Regions from separate parts of the Rattus norvegicus genome. Here region 1 is linked to region 2. A link is a contact called in public Hi-C data. All regions are on one chromosome and are shown on one strand. The core of a region is the stretch at or near the end of the contact, and the rest is flanking DNA. Distances in the headings are between cores, read along the strand shown.

Region 1 (3,839 bases), core at 1,002-3,501, 46 kb after region 2:
ACTGGATGGAGGTGTCACTGATGGGTAAACTAGGAGAGTTTTGTGGATGAACCTGAAATATTGATAAAGAAAGCACGTGAGGTCGACTAATACCAAAAATAAGATGTCCAGTTGTGTGACAGGCTGCTGTGTGACTCCTCCCACCCCCCAAGGCAGGGCACCAATGACTGCTGGAAGAAAGGATTCTACTCCAGTCTAGAGTCATGAGCAGGTGGGTTGGTTGGTGTGGTTTACAGGAGCAGGGGTGACTCAGAGGCAGCTGGGCCCCCCACAGCCCACCCCAGCCAGGGTAGTGACTCATGAAAGCCACATTGCTGGACTTACCCTGCCTGACTTGCCCACTGGCAGCTTGACGGGCCAGAGAGTCTCTCCTCCCCAGTGGTAACTATTGCCTTTCTAGCGTGAGAGGTACACCCTGTCAACCCTGTTGCTTTCAGGAGTTTCCTGAGCTGTGTAAGCGTATAGAGTGATTTCTCAGTCACATGCCCTCCTCTGTGTGCGAAGGTTTCACTGTGAAGGAGACAGCAGCACAACCCGGGTGTAATGGGAAGAGGGGCAAGAGGTGAGGGATGGGAGAGGGCCGTTGAAGTTGTGAGTGCTTGTGAACTCCACAGGAGAGTCCAGTGTGACTTTCTAAAGGAGAGTGACAGGGACTGCCCCTGTCCCTATCTCCTGGCTCCCACCAACATCTGCATGATAAGCACCTGATTCCAGCCATGGGAGCCAGATACAGGGAACAAATAGAAGGATGCACAAAGTGCCCAAGCCATCACAGAAGTGACAGGTTCAAGAAACACCACATCTAAGAGACTCAGCACACCTCTCTCATCTCTAGAGCTAGTTACTGAACAGAAAGTAACTTGGGGAAGGATTTGTTTTGGCTTGCAGTTGAGAGGGTGCCGAGAAGCATGGCAGCAGAAATGGCCAGAATACTTCACAGTAGGAATCTGGAAGCCGAAAGATCTAGGGTAAAATCGGGAGTGGGCTAGAAATACTCTGAAAGTCTACCCACCTTGACAGCCATTTTCTCCTAAAAATTCTGTGAGCTGCCTGGATGGTGCCAGGAACTGGGGACAAAGTGCTCAAACACATGAGTCTATGGGGGACACTTCATAGTCACTGATACTCATAGAGTCCAGAGATGGCAGGATCCCTGCTTCCGTTTCCCAAGGATTAGTATCAAAGGCATGTGCCATCATGCCAAGACTCTCTCATTTCTTGATGTCAGTTGCAGATTTATGTCCTAAACCTGTCCCAACATATTAACAAAAAACCTGAAGATCAAGAAAGAGAAAGTAAAGAGACCCTCACTGACATACTGTTGAGGAAACAGCAGTGAAACCTGTCTGAACAGGAATGCCTCTCAGGGAGGAGAGGAAGCTGCAGCTGACACCCCACCCAGTGCGGTTTGTCTTGGGGGTCAGAATGAAGAGGCTGCAGCCTCGGTGCCTATTGACTGGAGCAGAGTGCTGCCTGCGGATCTGCTTTCACCCCACAGTGAGGACTAACCGCCCCCTTGTCTGCAGCAGCACCATCCCCAGAGGCCAACACAGCCCTTAGAACAAGCTCAGCAGAGATGCAAAGGCTAATGTCTCCCAGACAACAAGAGATGCCACGGCCACGCAGGAAAGGTCAGGCCATCTCGTATACAGATCGTCATTTCTAATCTTTTTGGGGAGGGACACCAAGAACAACAGCCGAACAACCAGCAGGTCCCGCCGAAGGACGACGTCAAAGATGGAAAGGAAAACAGAATCAAATGAAGTCTGAGACTCAGTTCCATGATACCCCCACAAGCAGGGGGAAGCCCCTGGATGCCCTCAAAACTGAAGTCAAGAGAGCATTGGTGAGGAAGCCCGAGCCTCACGCCTGCCATTCAGAGGAGCTCCGCACACATTGCAGGAAACAGACAGAAAACCATTGGCTACACCCGGACATTCCTCTGCTTGGTGGCTGTTCAGATCCTTGAGTGCCCCCACCCCCAACCCCCACCCAGGAGGAAACAAAGGCTTTTTGCCCTAGCATCCCTTGCATGCACTCTGTTGGTGGTTTTGAAGACCCAGGACACGCGGGACGAGGTGTGACAGCTGAGTCTTGAACTCACCCCCTCGCCAAACGCTATGGATTTCAAGAGACTCTTTGGCCGCTACCTTCAGCACAACCACATTTTCTCCTATGCTAGGTCTGTGCTCAGTGACTGAGCCACGCCCTGCGGAGTCATTTACCAGAGCCAGCAGTTACTGTGAACTGTGCCACCGGCCAAGGCCAAACGAGGTGGTTTGGCAGGTTGGTGGCAGAATCTGGAGGAGATATGGAGATAGGATCCCAGCGAGTCCACACTCGCAGCATGCAACTTGGACAAAGGGCAAGCACTGTAGGTTATAGGTGACAGCAACAATTCACTGGGTTTGTTTTGTTCAAAACGTTGTAAAGAGCACATAAAAGCTTGATTGGCTGGTCAGAAGGCCCTGGGATCTGCCTGCCTCCATCTCCCGAGATCGGAGATTGTGGGATGGGGATCAAAATCAAGCCCTTGTGCTTACAAGGCAGGTGACTGAGCCATCTGACCTGATCGTAAGCTTTATAAAATTAGCATATATTAATGTCTTGGCAGTGCATTCATTTGTGGCATGTTATACACACTTGTCACGCACTCTTGTCACATGCATCCTGTGTCTTAAAGGGGCAGTACCTAGCAGAGTGTCTGGGATGTTAGTCAGCTGTGCGCTCACCCACCCCCGTTCCCACCCCCACATGTTTCCCCCAGAAAGTCACTTCTCCACACTGGACACCAAAGAGAAAGATCACTTAGTGTCCTGTTGCAGCCTCACTCCATGTTGGGGTGGCATTTGAAGGGAGACTGCAGAGGTGCCTAGTTCGAGGAGTCAGGGTTTTGTTTTGTTTTGTTTTTCCATTTTTCATCATCATCATCATCATCATCATCATCATCATCATGTGGGTATGTGTATTCGTATGTGTGCAGGGCAGACACATGTCACCTCACAAGTGTGGAGGTCAGAGGACAACTCATGGATTCAGTTCTTCCTGCCAACCTGTGGGGTCAGAGGGTTGGACTTAGGTCATCAAACTTGGTGACAAGAACCCTCAGCTGCCTTTGACCACACGCCCAGACTCTAGTCCTCCTTTGCATACTAGCCCCTCCCGCAGCACTGCCTATACCCTAAGTCCTGAGTCATATCCCTAAGACACTTTGGTTTTCCTGCAGGATCTTACATATCTGGTGCTGAGGTAACAGTCCCGTGCCACCATGCCTGGCTTATTTTCTGTGGTGGCAAGTGAGACAGTGTCATCCCAAGAAGCATCTAAAGCAACACATGATCCCCACAACCTGCTGGGCTCTGACCACAGATGCACGAGGACAGGAATTCTAAAAGTGCAGAACTTGAGATGTGCACACGCACACGCGCTACAATTTAACCCCTAGAATTTGAAATCATGCCCTTTAATTGTACGTTAGGTCACAGACCCTCTTTGGGACTTGGACCTGACTGAGGCAGTGAGGGAATGGAGGAAACACAGGCATAGATAGTCACACAGAAGATCTAGGATCGAGACAGGACTACCTGACGGTGAAAGCACAGCCTCCAGAAGCTCATGACATTGAATGGAGAGCTGAGGTCATCGCACAGAGCTGGTTCAGAGGTGGACTGTATGAAGTACAACCAGACCCAGGAGGGAGGTTTAGCTGGCCTTGACAGAAGGCTCTGTAAGGGAGCAGTCTAGGCTGTAAATATCTGTGGGGAGAAAGCTATGGTAGACATTTTCTACACACACTGTCAATGACCACACAGGGACCAGAGAATGGCCTTCCCAATCCT
Region 2 (3,826 bases), core at 925-3,424:
ACCCAGCATATATTCTATTTCATGACTGTTTATTAAGTTTGTGGATACAATCCCTCCTACAAGGCCACACCTCCTAATAATGCCCCTCCCAATATGGGCCAAGCATCATATGGGACCATACCTATTAAAACCACCAAATTCCATTCCATGGCCCCCATGGGTTTGTAGCCATAATGTAAAAAAAAAAATGCATTTAGTTCAACTTCAAAAGTCCCCATGGTCTATCACAGTCTCAAAAATGTTTTAAAAAATTGCAAGTTTAAAGTCTCTTCTGAGATTCATGCAATCTTTTAACTGTAATCCCCTATAAAATTAAAGTTAAAAAAAACCAGGTCACATACTTCCTACATATCATGCCACAGGATATACATTACCAGTTCAAAACATAGGGAAAGGGGCATAGTGAGGAAATACTGGATCAAAACCAGCTGGGCAAACTCCAAACTCTGCACTCCATGTCTGATGTCAAAGGCGCTGGCTCCACTTGTCAGCAGCTTTCCTCAGCAGGTATCCCAAGGGTCTGGCATCTCTAACCTCTTCCAGTATTCACTGAGCTTCTGTACAAGGACATCCCTGCCACACATCTGACTTCAGCAACTTTCTTTAGTTGCAGAGGGAAAATCTATAACCTCTTTCTTATTATCTTTGACCATAAAGCCAGAACCACATGGCCAAACCTGACAAGGTCTGCTGCTTGCTAGGGCTGGAACATGACCCCCATGTTCAATTACATCATTACCAACTTTCTGTTTTCAATGGTTTCCATCACTGCCTAAGCTTGGCTGTCATGGAATTTGTTCTGCAGACCAGGCTGGCCTTGACCTCAGCATGGGTCTTCTGAGTTTGGGGATTAAAGGTGTGTACCACTATGCTTGGACTCAAGTTTTTCTTTAATTCCTTTTCATAAATGGGAGGATAGCTGGATGGAATCTTGCCTGGAGGTCACTGTGTGCCTTAATTCCATTTAATAACTTTAATGTATTTATCTCTTTTGAGCACAGGATTTAGGGCCTTTCTATTTCCTGGTGTCTTTTTAATCCCTGAACCATACATTTTGTATTTTTCCTTTCTCAGCTTGCTACCTTTGATCAAAACACTCTTCATAAAAGTGAACCACAGAATGGGTTCTGTCTTAGGCCATTTTGAGATTTTCTTTCCTAATGCAATTAATCTAAATCTCCTCACCTTAGCTCCAAGCAGACTCTTTGGACAAGGGCCAAAAGCAGTCACGTTCTTCATCACCAGAATATCACTGAGAACAATCTCTAGGCAACATATTAAAATTCTTCTCCACTGTAAGCCAAGTCCCCACAGTTCAAATCATCCCCACGGTTTTCCGTGCTTCTAAACAATTCTTTTTAATATTTATTTGTTTCATGTAAGTATAGTGTACACTGTCATTGTCTTAAGACACACGGGAAGAGGGCGTCAGATTCCGCTAGAATGGTTGTGAGCCACCATGTGGTTGCTGGGAATTGAACTTGGGACCTCTGGAAGAGCAGTCGGTGCTCTTCGCCACTGAGCCATCTCTCCAGCCCCCATGCTTCTAATAGTATGGTTTATTAAGTCCCATTTAAAGCATTCCACTGCTTTCAAAATCCAAAATCTGTTATAGTTTGTATATGCTTAGTCTAGGAAGTGGCACTGATGGGAGGTGTGGCCTTGTTGGAGAAGGTGTGTCACTGTGGGCATGGGCTTAAGACCTTCACCCTAGCTGCCTGGAAGTTAGTATTCCACTAGCAGCCTTCTGATGAAGATGTAGAACTCTCAGCTCTGCCTGCACTGTGCCTACCTGGATGCTGCCATCCTCTTGCCATAATGGTAATGGACTGAACCTCTGAACGTGTAAGCCAGCCTCAATTAAATGCTGTCCTTTATAAGATTTGCCTTGGTTATGGTGTCTGTCCACAGCAGTAAAACCCTAAGACAGTCCCCAAATGCACATTCCTCCAAACAAAAGCATGGTTAGGCCTATCACTGCAATACCCCAGTCCCTGGTACCAATTTTTGTCTTAGTTAAGGGTTCATTGCTGTGAAGACAGAGATACCATGAGCAAATCAACTATTGTAAGAAAAACATTTCATTGGGGCTGGCTTACAGAGATTCAGTCTGTTACAGGTTATTTGATCATGGAGTGCCAGGGAAATGTTAATGATCCCCGAAAAACACAGGAGCCGATCTGATGCAACTCACAGCACGGTCTTTAGTCTATTCAAGCTAGCTCAGCCCCCACCCCCCAACACACCTCTCATGCAGGATGGTTTTAATGGTGGGAGAACCCCAAATGTATACGGGGCAGGGCTTTATAGTAAGCAGCAAGTAGGAAGTGTGTGTGCAGGCATGTAATTGGAACACTACTATGGCCCCTTAATATAATTGGCTGGTGCTGGGAGTCATATTATAAACTTAACTTCTGCTCCACTCTGTACTGGTGGTTGTTAGGCTGGGGGTAGGCTTGTAACCTGGGGGTGCAAATTTATTGGGGGAATAACCTGGAGCGCTGCTCTTGTTGAGGGTATAACCTGGAAATGCTGGTCCTGTTGGGGATTAGCCTAGAGACTGGAGCTAGGCTTGAGTTTGTTGGGAGGTAACTTAAAAACTAATGCTAGGCACCAGCCTGAGTTCTAGTTAGTTTACCTGAGTTCAAACTTAGGTCAGGTTCTTTAAAATGAAGTCTGAACTTAAAAGATTTGGCATCTCAATCACGTTGTGAACCCCAGGATTGTGAACAGGAAAAACCTTGCTGTGGACTTTTTACTCAAGAGCTTTCTGTTTGCTATAAACAAGTACGTGGTGTGGCTCAGCCCTGGCACACACCTTTAACCCAAGAGCTTTCTGTAAACAAGAGCTAAATGAAGTCAACGATAGGTCAAGAGCACAGCAAGCAATCAGTTGACAGGGAGTGAACATAAGGAAACCCAGGAAGGAGGAAGGAGGGTCTTTGAGTTGAAGGGTATTTAAGACAGTGAGGAGAACAAGGAGGGGCTTTTTCCTTCTGGGGTGTAAGTGGAGGAGGACGGTCCAGCTGGGTGCTCTCTCTCTCTGCCTCTCTGAGCTAGCAGGCTTTCATCAGTGTCTGGGTCCTGTGTCTTCATGTGGTTAATCGGATGTTGTTTTAAAAACAAGTCGTGTTGGGAGGTATGGCGGCCTACAGGCAGACATGGGGCTGGAGAAGCCAGAAGTTCCACATCTTGATCTATAGGCAACAGAAGGGGACTGTGTTCATAGATCTCAAAGCCTGTCCCCACAGTTGGCACACTTCTCCCAATGCCATACCTACTCCAACAAGGCTACATACCTAATAGTGCCACTCCCAGTGAGCCGGGCATTCACTCATGAGTCTATGGGGGCCGTACCTACCCAACCCTCCACACTATGTCTTGCCATTGAATCTATGCTGATAATTGACAAGCCTAATAATACCAGCTATTACTTGAAATGTACATACTTCCTGACCAAGATCACTTCCAGAAGCATGCTCCCGTCCGTCCGTCCATGTATATGGGCTTCCAGAAGCATGCTCCCGTCCATCTGTCCATGTGTATGGGCTTCCAGAAGCATGCTCCCGTCCGTCCGTCCATGTGTATGGGCTTCCAGAAGCATGCTCCCGTCCGTCCGTCCATGTGTATGGGCTTCCAGAAGCATGCTCCCGTCCGTCCGTCCATGTGTATGGCTATGTCCTTCCTCCCACTTTATTTTTAGTTGTTTGCCATGCTTCCATCTAGTTCTCTAACCATTAGCCCACAGGTGAACATTGGAGGAGGAGGAATGTGACAGTTGTGTTGAGTGTGGGTCAATGTTCTTACCCTGCTGAGTTTCTGAGTC

Evidence for each region. A called contact is a pair of places that touch in the nucleus more often than the background predicts.
Region 1: a Hi-C map of liver shows a contact between it and region 2, with 2.4 times the contacts expected there. The contact joins two enhancer-like sites. A contact is called at or near these places in 3 of 12 Hi-C or Micro-C datasets (kidney and liver).

The regions. Positions count from the first base shown.
Region 1 is chr1:35,531,565-35,535,403 of GRCr8, forward strand. The region is part of intron 3 of Srd5a1 (steroid 5 alpha-reductase 1); the gene reads left to right. Among named protein-coding and RNA genes, the nearest start is that of Srd5a1, 19 kb to the left of the region's middle. Within about 2 kb of position 2,252, at least 4 of the 93 cell types and tissues checked have an H3K27ac peak or open chromatin away from gene starts, as enhancers often do. A contact at or near this core is called in liver, where this site is marked.
Region 2 is chr1:35,485,622-35,489,447 of GRCr8, forward strand. No RefSeq gene overlaps it. Among named protein-coding and RNA genes, the nearest start is that of Nsun2, 27 kb to the right of the region's middle. Within about 2 kb of position 2,175, at least 1 of the 93 cell types and tissues checked has an H3K27ac peak or open chromatin away from gene starts, as enhancers often do. A contact at or near this core is called in liver, where this site is marked.